Linked DNA regions of Ovis aries: region 2 is linked to region 1. Evidence: chromatin contacts called from public Hi-C data. All regions are on one chromosome and are shown on one strand. The core of a region is the stretch at or near the end of the contact, and the rest is flanking DNA. Distances in the headings are between cores, read along the strand shown. Region 1 overlaps MEP1A (meprin A subunit alpha). Region 2 has its middle 34 kb from the start of ADGRF5.

Evidence for each region. A called contact is a pair of places that touch in the nucleus more often than the background predicts.
Region 2: a contact with region 1 is called in a Hi-C map of liver, with 8 times the contacts expected there. The contact joins two enhancer-like sites. A contact is called at or near these places in 8 of 16 Hi-C or Micro-C datasets (hypothalamus, liver, mixed tissues and 3 more).

Annotation. Positions count from the first base shown.
Region 1 is chr20:19,996,227-20,002,567 of ARS-UI_Ramb_v3.0, forward strand. MEP1A (meprin A subunit alpha) reads left to right here. Exons shown (of 14, transcript XM_042236872.2): 14 at 783-1,578. The coding sequence ends at 939. Among named protein-coding and RNA genes, the nearest start is that of MEP1A, 28 kb to the left of the region's middle. Within about 2 kb of position 3,810, at least 3 of the 54 cell types and tissues checked have an H3K27ac peak or open chromatin away from gene starts, as enhancers often do. A contact at or near this core is called in liver, where this site is marked.
Region 2 is chr20:20,154,089-20,160,429 of ARS-UI_Ramb_v3.0, forward strand. No RefSeq gene overlaps it. Among named protein-coding and RNA genes, the nearest start is that of ADGRF5, 34 kb to the left of the region's middle. Within about 2 kb of position 2,368, at least 3 of the 54 cell types and tissues checked have an H3K27ac peak or open chromatin away from gene starts, as enhancers often do. A contact at or near this core is called in liver, where this site is marked.

The DNA of each region.
Region 1 (6,341 bases), core at 2,560-5,059:
AATTTGAAACTTAGAGACATAAGTAGGGCATAAGCAATTTGAAACTTAGAGACATAAGTAATTTGTCTGTAAATGTTGGAGCTGGGACCTGCATCCCGGTCGGACTGTCTGTACTTAGTTACATTTACTAGTTCTTTTGATGATGCTTGTTGCTTGTATAAAATATTTCATAAAAGGATGTATGGGATGACAGAAGCATCACTTTCATTTGACACAATAGTAGCAGATGTGGGAGCTGGTCTGATTGGTTCAAAATATTAACATTTCTTCTCACCTCTTTTTTTTCTTTAAACTTTGACTTTTTTTATTCATCATGGATTTTTATATTATTTTTCCCTTTTTTTTTAATAGTAAAGGAAATTTTCTTTAATTACTAAATTTTTTTCTTGGCCACACTCTGTGACATGTGGGATCTTAGTTCTCTGACCAGGGATCCAACCCAATGCAGAACCCTTTCTGCAGTGAAAGTGCAGAATCCTAACCACTGGATTAGCAGGAAGTTCCCTTCTCAGCATTTTTTGATCTCCACTTTGTTTCTTCTTTGTTAAAGTTTTATTTTGAGAGAATTCCAAATGTGCAGATACATTGATACAATACTACAGAATTCCCAGTACTTAGAGCCAACATCTTCGGTAACCAAATTCCAATTAGCAAAGCCAAGAAATGGGGGTTAGCGAATGCAAATGCTCTTAACAAAGCTGTTGTTGCTGAGTCGGTCTCTGGGTCAGGAAGCCCTGGGGGCTTATGTGGTTCCCACCCTCCCCTCTGTCCTGTCTCCCCAGGTGCGTCTCAGGTCAGGCCTTCTTCTACACGGGGGAGCGATGTCAGGCCATACAGGTGCACAGCAGCGTCCTGGGCCTGCTGATCGGAGGCGTGGCCAGCGTGATCTTCTTGACCTTCACCATCACCTCCATCCTTTACCAAACGTCAAGGCAGTGATGCCCAAGGACGTCAGCCAGAAGCAGAAATGCCCCTGCCCTTGGGCCCTCCCTTTGCTTCCGCTGCTCAGTGTAGTTTGGGGCTGTTTTCTTCAGCCTCGTTTTGCCTCCAGCCTCCTGTGTGACCCTTCTGTTTTCTATAGCCCTGCCCCCACATGGTTCTGTTACCCTGCTCCATGCTCCCAATGTACCCAGGGTGTCCTGTGACAGCACTCATATCACTTGATTGTAAATTATTTCTTTAACAGACTGTCTTTCTCAAAGACGGTAAGCTCCATGTGGGCAGACCCTCCTTTACCATGTTAGCCTGGGAGCCTGCCTGGCCCAGCACGGGGGATCACTTAACAAAAGCAAATGAATGGACCAATATCTGAATGAATAACTAAGCTATAGAAACTCTCTGCTTTCGACTGCAGGTAAGACATGGACAATGAAATGCACACTTCTTTTTGTATCAGAATCCAATTCTCAAATACCTGTTTTTCCATCGGACACAATAGTGTTATCATTCTTTGAGGATCTTGTGTGTTAAAGAATTTTAAATAAAGGCTTCTCCAAGCAACAGCATTTGCTTTCCTCCTCTGATTTGAGGGGAAAGTCTTTAATAAATTCAACAACTATTTTGTCAGTACCTTCAAAACATCCAGAATTGTATGCGAATTTGTGTGTGTGTCCATTTGGTGGGGGTGGGGAATAATCATTCAAAAGGTCTTCCTCAGTTCTTTTTAAGTTTTAAAATATATTTGATATACTATTCCTATATAAAATTATCTTATTAACAAATTGAAAGTATTAGGTAGAAGAAAGTATTTGTAGACATACTTTCTTTCCACAGCTCCTAAGGAGACCAAACTGCCCGGGGTGAGAAAGCTGCAAGAGAGATCAAATAAGGAGAGCTGAGGTTCCCATCCTCAGTCCACACAAGCCCCAGAAAACGCTGGCTCCAGAAGTTCCCTAAAAGAAAATATCAGTACTTAACAGAGCCTGAGTAGTCCAGGCTATCCCTCGTGTGTGCTCAGCTGCTCAGTCGTGTCCAACTCTTTGTGACCCTACGGACTGTAGCCCGCCAGGCTCCTCTGATCATGGGATTCTCCAGGCAAGGATACTGGAGTGGGTTGCCATTTCCTCCTCCAGGGGATCTTCCCGACCCAGGGATCAAACCTGAGTCTTCTGCGTCTCCTACGTTGGCAGGTGGATTCTTCACTACTGCACCATACTGCGCCACCTGGGAAGGTGTTACATTATCAGCCTTCTAAGCATATACTTCATGGCCGTTCTGGAAATAAACATAAGGGGTTAAGAAGAGTCCCTTTCATGCACAGGTGTGAGAAGAGTCTGTAGCAGGTGCAACTTCTGCACCGAACACTGACTCTCTAGCCAAAGGTGTGTCAGCACCTTTGCTGCATCAGCACCCAGGGGGATTGGTTAAAACACAGATCACAGGCACTGCCCCCAGAATTTGTCATTCAGTAGCTCTGGGATGGAGTCTAAGAATTTGCACATCTAGCAGGTTCCCAGGTGATGCTGATGCGAGAACTGCTGCTTTAGTGGACAGAAAAGAGGCCTGAACTTTAGGCTCCCTGGCTACAGGCTTGAGTGGGCCATCTATTAGTAACTTGCTCTGCAACTGTCATAAAATCACTCATACGCTCGGTCTTCCTTTACTAATCTGTCGGATGGAAGTAATAGCTGTCTACCTCCTCCCAGCTCACTTTATTTTATTTAAAACCTGTTTATTTATTTGGTTGTACTGGGTCTTAGTTGTAGCATATGGGGTCCTTGTTGCAGCATCTTTAGTTGTGGAATGTGAGATCTACTTCCCTGACCAGGGATCAAACCCCAGCCTGCTGCATCGGGAGCATAGAATCTTAGCCACTGGACCACCAGTGACGTCTGTAAGCCCACTTTAACATCTGCAGGGTTACAGAGTAATAAAATGGGGTGATAGACAACAGCGTAGAGTTAAAATATGTGCAGAGTGCTGTCTAACTTTCAGATTGGAGAGATCTACTTTCAGCAAAGCTGGCATCCTTTCATGCTCCATCAGAGACTGGAAAAGGAAGTGGTTCCATGTTTGCACAGAACACTAGCATGGGCTGCCCCAAGATGAAATTATAAAGTGGAATTAAGGTTGGAGATGTCTTAGCTTCTCCACCCTTCGTGTCATCTGATTCTCCCTCTCTTGTTTCCTGTGTTCAGAACACTCCCCACCGTGGGAGTCTGTCTCCATCACAGGAAAGCAACAAGTGAGGTGGCGATGTGCTCATGTTCTAGGTCAGACACTGCATTCGGTATCATTCTTGAGCTGTGTGACTCTGGGAAAGTGATTAACCTCTCTGTGCTTAGTTTATTCATCTGTAAAATGAAGAGAAAAAGAATACTTCCTCCACCCTGTCAGGGGTTGTTGTCAGGCTTAAATTAGATTCTAGGACAGCACCAAATAAATAGCAAGAACTCAATAAATGTTGGTTGACATAGAGAGTTATCAGCTGTTTTCCATGGAGGGTACATTTCCTGTCCTATGTTGTGTCCCTCTCCTGGAGGTTGGTCCATGTTAAGCCTCATCTCTCCTTGTGATTTTGTTTGTTAAAAGGATGTCCTGCACAAGAGAGAAGGGCTGAGAGCTATCCTGAGGGCTATGAGTAATTTCCCAGGCATATGACATTCCCCTGCAGTCGGAAGTCATCTGCCTCTCATGCAAAGCCGGGTCAGCTTGTCCCTCTGCCCCAAGGGGCCGGCCCTTTCGGCAGCTGTACTGTTTACTTCTGAATCTTCTTGGATCACATTTGGCTGCAGAGTCAGTGGCCCCCTCTTCATTGTGTGTCCCAGAGACTAGGCTAAAACCTTACCAGCTGGCCGTGGCTGCTGGCTGATGTGTCCCTAGCCCTGAGACAGCTGCAGAATCAACACAGCCTGAAAACGAAAGCCCAGCCCAGCAGTAGGTTTCTGTGGGTGAATGAAAAAAACAGGAATAAGACCATCCTGGTTCACCCTCTAGAAGGTGCATAGAGGGGGAAGTGGGAAGGTCCCTAGGAGCTTGGAAGGCCCCGGTTTTAACTTCCTCAAGTTGCCTTCTACACTCCTGTCTGAAATGAGGGGGCCAGGTGATTTCCCAGGCTGCTTTTAGCTTTGCTTTTAGATCCATAAATAAGACTCTGTCCATGAAGGAGGATAAAAGACAGAAGGAGGGAGTGATCCCGGCTAGTACCCCTCAGAAATGCACGCCTGCCCGCAAACCCATCACACCGAGTGCAATTGCGTGTCTATAATCTGACATCGCTTTCTGCATCATTTCTTTTTCTCCTGCGAGGATCATAATATGAAAGTGTTAGGAGGAGGGCATCGAGAGTCATTTTTCGTGCCTGGTTTCTGTCATTCCTTTCATACGTCCGTCCCAAGTTACTTGTCCTCTGCCCGCCGCCTTCCAGGCTCTCACCCACCAGCTAACAGTAGCTGCACACCTTCGAGGTCCCGCCAAGGGGCTCAGCGGAGGCGCTTCCTCTAATAACCGGCAGGTGGCGATCAAGCCTCAGGAGAAGCCGGCGGGCCCCTCTTGCATTGAGTCGGGTGGCGGGTAGGGGTGGGCCGTTTGGCAGGATGGAGGACCCAGGATGATACCCATCAAAAGTGGTTCCCAAAAAGGCGGGGTCCTAAGTCAACACAGGGACATGGGAAGTGGGAGGTGGCAGCCATCTGCTCAGGACTTGCCCACTCAGTTCCTGTTTCTTTTCATGATGAGGAAAGAGCCTGGTGGTTTTTTTTTTTCCTTGTTGTTTTTTGTTTGCTTTTTTTCTGGACTTCTGAATTTGCTGTTTAGTTTCTAATAGTCATCAGCATGCTTCGTTTGGGACTTGGCTCTGCATGAAAAAATAAAAACCTTGGGATGAGAACGGGCTGGAGTAACCCCCGAAGTTGGCCCATTCGTGCAGGGGGACACTCATGACCTTTCAGTTTGTCCCCTCAAAGTTTTCAGGTGAAAAGGAAAGAAGAGATGTCTAGATAATTACTTTTTAAATAGACAAGATGCTTGTATCTAGATCAAACCCACACCACATGGAAACTAGTATTTGGAGATAAATAATAGGATTCTGGCACAGGGCTGGCTTTAGTAATTGTGCCCATCTTTCTTCTTTTATTTTCCCTGTCTGCTCCATATTCAGTTAATTGTAGAGTCATGAAAATTGTTTCCTCTTGAGAGCATATAAGAGGATAAACTTCGACATCTGTCCACCAGGACATAAGGAAAGATGGGGCGGTGAGGTTGGTAAATGGGAACAATTAGGGGCTTCATCCCCACCCCACTTCCTTCAGGACCAGGGATGGGAACAGAGAGACAGGGGGCTGTGTCAGGCCTGGCCCAGGGGGCAATTCTGCTCTCTGCTCTTGGCCACTGCTTGACACTGGCGGAGATAAAGGGTGATTTGCAATGAGCCCCCAGAGGGACAGGTGGCCTGTGAGTGATGTTGCTGCTCCTGGGAGAGAGGACACCTGGGGTCCATCTGATGCTGGGGAGGCCATATTCAGAGCAGGCCTCCCCTGGGAACCCACTCATCATGGCTTCATAGGCTTTCCTGCTTCCCCCAGCTTTCATCCCCTGGGACAGGCCCTCTGACCTGAGCTCAGAGGGCCCTGAGGTAGTCATGGCGAGAAGTCAATCTCTAGGGGTCCCCACCTGCAGGAGGGTTGAAGGCACCTGGGGCTGGTCTGGGCCTCAGATGGCTCTCCCTACACTGGCGGGTGACAGGGTCCGGTATGTGCCCACTGGGCTGTGTGCCTGGGGCAGGGTCATGCCTAGGACTCCAGGAATTCAGACTGGACCCTTATGGGAAGTACAGAAAATCAATGTAAAGGCATGTCTTGGAGCAGCATTGCCCAAGGATTGCCAACCTGCCCATGTGCTTTGGGTCCTTGGGAGAAAAGTCATCTTGTCACCTGCAGGACAATTTCCTTGGAGGAAATCTTCAAAGTCAGTCATTTGTTGCGTGTTCCCTCACGCCCCCATGGGCATCTGATGAAGAGTACCCTACCCATCCTGATGACCCCTGTGTCTCTCCTGATGACCCTTGACACCCAGGCTTAGAACTCCCCTGGACTCTCACTAGGGTCACCAGAGCTTACTGTCCCCTTCCCAAAGCTCCCCTGTGGTCAGCCTCTCCCTGCCTTTCAAAGTGATACTGGAAATGATCTTTTGCTTTAAACAGGTTATTTTAATTCTATTTATTTTTAGCTGTGCTGGATCTTTGTTGCTTTGTGCAGGCTTTCTCTGTTTGTGGCGAGCAGGGGCCCTTCATTGTAGCGCACGGGTTTCTCATTGTGGTGGCTTCTCTTGCTGTGGAGCACAGGCCCGAGGTCACACGGGCTTTAGTAGTTGCAGCTCACGAGCTCTAGGGCACAGGCTCAGTA
Region 2 (6,341 bases), core at 1,118-3,617, 160 kb after region 1:
TAATATGCAACTTATTGTGTCATTTTTAGGATCAAAGGGTGTGATCTATGCTGAGTCTAGCACAGAAACTGGAATCCCAAGGGCCTTGGTCCCTTCTATTCCCTCTCCTATCTTTTCTCTCAAAACCCATTGTGTGCTAGTGTAATTGGGAAGAATAAACGTGACTCCACATTGGATCTGCTTCTTTTACTTTAAATTGTGTATTCTATTGTTTTTCCTCTTTCCCCAGGGGAGGTGCAACATTCCTGGAGGTACTGCAATACCAGATTGATACATGGAGTGGACAGAGAAAGCTATTGCTTTTGCTACAAGCTAAGAATGATGCTAAAGCCGAAACTCCAGTACTTTGGCCACCTCATGCAAAGAGTTGACTCATTGGAGAAGACTCTGATGCTGGGAGGAATTGGGGGCAGGAGGAAAAGGGGACGACAGAGGAGGAGATGACTGGATGGCATCACCGACTCAATGGATGTGAGTTTGAGTGAACTCCGGGAGAGGGTGAAGAACAGGGAGGCCTGGTGTGCTGAGATTCTTGGGGTCGCAGAGTCGGACACGACTGAGCGACTAAACTGAACTGAATCACTAATGGGCTGTTGCCTAAGACTTAAAGTATACATAATGGCCCATCTGGGGGAACCCTGACTCCCCTGCCTGAGCAGTAAGCTAAAATGCCTTTGTTTAGCTAACAAGAAACATCCTGACCAGTGAAAGAAAGTGTTAGTGTTAGTTGCTCAGTCCTGTTCAACTCTTTGAGACCCCAGGGACTGTAGCCTGCCAGCTCCTCTGTCATGGGATTTCCTAGGCAAGAATACGGCAGTGGATTGCGATTTCCTTCTCCAGGGGATCTTCCAACCCAGGGACTGAATGCAGGTCTCCTGCACTGCAGGCAGATTCTTTACTATCTGAGCCACCAGGGAAGCCCTTAGCCAACTTACAAATAGTTGTAGAAAAAAAGAAATGAACACATCTCTTGAAGTCTGATTGGAACCAAGAAATATTTACAATGTACCACTTTTTTTAGGGTTTCCCTAGTAGCTCAGACAGTAAAGCATCTGACTGCAATGCAGGAGACCTGGGTTCATTCCCTGGATTGGAAGATCCCCTGGAGAAGGAAATGGCAACCCACTCCAGTATTCTTGCCCGGAGAATCCCATGGACAGAGGAACCTGATGGGCTACAATCCACGGGGTCACAAAGAGTCAGACACGACTGATGGACTAGCACACACACACACACACCCTTTTTCACTTGACATCTTCATGTTCTTGTCTTGGCTCCTTAAACTAGCATCCAAATCTGGGCAAGATGGTGTTTTGGAACACTAGTCCACCATCTTCATCTGCTGACTTTCCAAATAAAGTCCCCATTGCTTACCCCAACACTTCATCTCTGGATTTATTGGCCTGTCGTGGGGTGAGCAGCAGGAGCTTGGACTAGGGGACACAAAGGCAAGCCCTGGCAGCTAGTGCAGGGCTGAGGAGCAAATTGTAAGCAGCCTTGATCTTTCCGGATACATCTTTGAGGACTTAGCAAATCTTTGCTCTGAATGAAGTCACTGTTTTATGTTTTTGTTTTGTTTCCTCTACTCCTATGACCTTGGGTACAAAATGGAATCTGTGAAGAGCTGGGGTAACTTGTCCATGGAAGTTCACGTGTGACAAGACTGCAGAAAATCTGCCAGACCGTTTTCTCCCAAAGTAAACAATGAATGTGAAAGTCTAGGAATATTCACACTCCATTTGGCACCACGTATTTGAATTAACTCTGCATATTCCTAAGTTAGTGCTTCCCCAGTGGCTCAGTGGCAAAGAATCCGCCTGCTAATACAGGAGACACAGAATATGCGGGTTCAATCCCTGGGTCGGGACGATCCCCTGGAGTAGGAAATGGCAGCCCACTCCAGTACTCTTGCCTGGAAAATCGCATGGACAGAGGAGCCTGGTGGGCTACAGTCCGTGGTGTTGCGAAGAGTCGACTGACCGAGCGTAAGGACTGCTCCTTTTCCTAAGTTACCCAATGTACATCCTTTGAGACAACTCACATTTAAATAAAACACTGGTTTTCTAGCAAGTGAAAATCACCTGCCAACCATGGCTAATTTCTCCTTTTGCTTAAAAGCAACTTCTAACTCTTTGCCAGCACCCTTGGGCATAAATCCAGGAAACAGAGGTTTTGTTTCCCAATCCCAAACAGAGCTATTATGCTCTTAGTTCCCTAATCTCTTTTACTAGACAAAACACAGCAGCAACACTGTAAATTGTTCCTAATTAGAGTAGTTGGATTAAAATGCCTTTCATCTCCCCAGATTCCAGGCTGGCTCTCGGGTGTATTTAAGCATTGAGCAATTCGTCCAGAGCTTATTTCTTGGTCAGAGCCCGCCCCCTGAAGTTTAATAAAGGTAAGTACAGCACAGCTCTGCTGTCTTCTTAACAAAAGGCAAATTGTCTTTCCCCATAAGAACAGAAAGAAATAGATTTGGGGCTTTTGAAAATCTATACCTGGCTGAGATCTAGAAAGATTCAACAAAATGACCATCCTTCAGCCCCTTCATTTGTTTGGAAGCACCAGAAAAACAGGGGGGAAAATTCATCTTTCTAAAATAACTAGTTGCAGATCTGTAAAGAGCTTATCCAACATGAGGCATGGCAACATCTAAACACAATTCCATTCTCTGTATTCAATGTGAAAATTTCCTCTAGTGAAATTTCTTACTCGAAGCTCATTATATTTGTGTATTAGTAATCTTCATATTCAAACTGGAATAGGCAAGTCAGGCTCTTCCTCTTTCTTGACTCTGAGCAGTAGTTAACCCAGTTGCTTCCTCGAAATCCTCTTGAAATGCTTTTCTTTGCTTTTGGATCTCATTCTTTCGGTTTCCCTCCTACTTCACAGGCTACCCTTCTCCTTCCTCTTTACTGAATCCTCTTCCTCTCCTTACTTCTAAATGATGGGGCACCTTCAGAGCTCAATGCCTGGACCTCGTCACTTCTTTCCCCATACCTGATCTCTGGTCCCATGGCTTTAACCGTCATCTCTAAGCTGAGGACTCTAAGAGTGCATTTCTAGCCCAGAACCTCCCTTGAACCATACGCTGGTATACCAAGTGACCTGCTGGACAGATTGAGGCTCTCATAGGCGTCTCCAAGACCTGAAGCAGGTGACCAAAGCTACATAAGCTTGTGGCCAAGCAAGTCAATCAAGGTGACTTCTAACTTCAGAAGTCACCAAGCTATCTCTAATCACACACACACACACACACACACACACACACACACACACACACACACTTGCATTTAACCTAAGTCACACGATATGGTTTCAAGAGTCAAATAACTCTATAATTTCCTGATTCTCGGAGATCAACTCTTTTCTAAGTTAATTATTCATCTTTGCTATGCTGGGTCTCTGTTGCTGTGCTCGGGCTCATCCAGCTGTGCCGAGCGGGGGATGCTCTCTAGTTGCGGTGCACAGGCTGGCACCGTGGTGGCTTCTCTTGTTACGGGGCACAGGCTCAAGAGTGTGTGGGCCTCAGTAGTTCAGTAGTTGTGGCGCATGGGTCTAGTTGCCTCACAGCATGTGGAATCTTCCCGGACCAAGGATTGAACTCACGTCTCCTGAATTGGCAGACGGATTCCTAACCACTGAATTACCAGAGAAGTCCCTGAAATCAGCTCTTTTAACTCATTTACTTGATTCTTTTGATATTTATTTCTGTGTTTCTAAATAACGTGCTTGCATTGTTACTCCTTGATTTCTCAGTTTTATTGATTTCCAGAAACAAACAATTAAAATTTAGATCTCTTTACCCATCCTCCCAAATATACCTCCTATTCTCCACCTTCCTGGGATATTGTTATCATTTGGGTTATAGCAAAATCATTTCACTTTACTGGCACTCTGCGTGCTCTATTTATAGCTGAGGCAGGTAGTATGTTTAATTGTTTTTCCTTTTATGCACAATATTTTATCTCTCTTAGATGTGACTTTTTTCAGTTGCTTGGATTTCTGTGTTCTTATGAAAAATCCATCCCCAACCCATCTCACGATATGTAAGTCTCTTCTAAATAACCACTCAAGTATATCAGGTCTCCTACCATTTTCACCTTGTTGAGCAATTTCCCCTGAAGATCCAGCTTGGACCTGTCCCCCCAGCTGTTGTCTGGCTAGCAGCTCTCTTTACTGCAACCCTGGAGTTTCCTTCTCTCTCTCTTCTACTGAATCTTGAATTCTAAGTCTTCCTCTTTCTGGGTTTATTGCCTCTTTCTGAATTTATTTGGTCTATTTTCATTTATCATGCTGGGCATTCATTCAGCCATTCCAGTAGAGAAAGTCATGTCCCTAAGTGAAAAAAGCTGTTTTCTATTAGCTTCTGTAATCATACCCTTCCTTTTGTTCCTCTACACTTTCTTTCTGAAAATCCAGTTATTCAAATGGTGAAACTTTGGGTCTAGTCCTCTAATTTTTTTCTCTTTCATTTTGCTTCTTTTTCTTTTATTTCTACTTCCCAAGTCATTGCCTCAACTTTATCTTCCATCACCTCAATTGAAATATATCAGTAGTTATATTATTCTATCTTTAGTTCCAAAGATTCTTTCTGTGGCCCCAATATTCCTTCTTATGGCATCCTACTCATAAAGGCAATGTTCTGTTGGAGGGTAGTATTGATCCCTCCCCTTCCTCTCTTCCTAGTTGTGTTTTTTCTCCCAAGTTGCCTTTCTTAGTTTTCTCCTTCATCTTCTAGTCAAGTCCATAAACTGGATTCTAAGTGACACCATACTGACTCTTTCTATAGTCTTTCTGTTTGTCTGTTTCTGCATTTAATATTGGGGGCTTTCCTAGACAGCCTAGTGAGCTGTCATTTAGTGGGCACACATCTCTTAGCCAGGATAGATTCTACCACAAAGCCGTATGGGTAGAGCATCCCTTGACATTACTTCCCCTTTGACCTCCAAGGAGCCTTTCTGTGCACATGTGATCAGGGAGGTCTCCTGCCTTTGGGAATGAGAAATACATGGTCTGTCTAGGGCCCAGCCTCCCCCCTTAATTGTCCTACTATTTTCGCCTTGGAGTTTCAGTCCATAGGAGACGAATGTCCAGTTGTTTTATGGGGGGGGGGGGGGGGGCATCTACCTCCTATCTCAATATCCCCATATAGTCTATAGCTAGGATGGAGAAAGAGGTGATTACTTGACTACTTGGGGTGAAGGAGGCATCTGAGAGTCTGTTTCCTAAGTTGACTTTGAACTACATGTATGGTTTAGGCCCAGACTCACTTCACTTCTTAAGGAAATTGATGCTGCCAAGTCTTGAGTCTTTTGAGAAATTTTGCAGGATAAAATCAGATTGCCCCTTGGCTTTCTCCAAGACCAAGTGAAGTCGCTCGGTCTTGTCCGACTCTTTGCGACCCCATGGACTGTAGCCTACCATGCTCCTCCATCCATGGGATTTTCCAGGCAAGAGTACTGGAGTGGGTTGCCATTTCCTTCTCCAGGGGATCTTCCCGACCCAGGGATCGAACCAGGGTCTCCTACATTGTAGGCAGACACTTTACCGTCTGAGCCACAAGGGAAGGCCTACTGCTGGCTTAATATTTAGCTTTCTTAGGCTAGCTAAGTCAGTTTGCACTCATCCCACCTGCTTTCCAAAGTTCTATCGTTATTCTTTCCTCTCTTACTCTTTATTCTTGGGAGTTCATGTCTATGACCACAGATAATCGCTTTCTCCTGCTCTTCATACCTTCAGAAATTCCCTTCCCTTGAGTGTAGACAGAACCTGTAATTCACTTCTAGCTGATAGAATATGACAACAGTTATAGGCTGTCACTCCCCTGATAACTTATATTGTACAAGACTCTGTCTTAAAAGCATACTGGAATAAGAGACTCTCCTTTCAGGCTCAATGATGTAAGGTGGCCTTGTAGGAAAATCCCCATGGGAGGGATGTCTAGGTGGCCTCTGGGGTCACAAGATAACCTCTGGCCAATAGTTAGCAAAAAGTCAACGTTCTCATTCACACAGTTTCAGGGAAATAAATTCTGCCAGTAACCTGAATGAGCTGAAAATGAATTCTTCCCCAGTTGAGCATCCAGATGAAAATGAAAACCAGGTAGCTCCTTCACAACAGTCTGTGAGACCCTGAGCAGAGGACCCAGTTAAACTGTGCCTGGTTTCCCAAGTCAGGAGACTATGAGATCATAAATGCATGTTGCTTTAAACCCTTAAGTTTGTGGCAGTTTTTTATACATAGAAACTATTCTAATGTCTTTCTCTTTTTATAATTCTATTTTTTTTTTTTTTTTAGTTTCTCTATTTTTTGGCTGTACCACACAGCATGTGAGATCT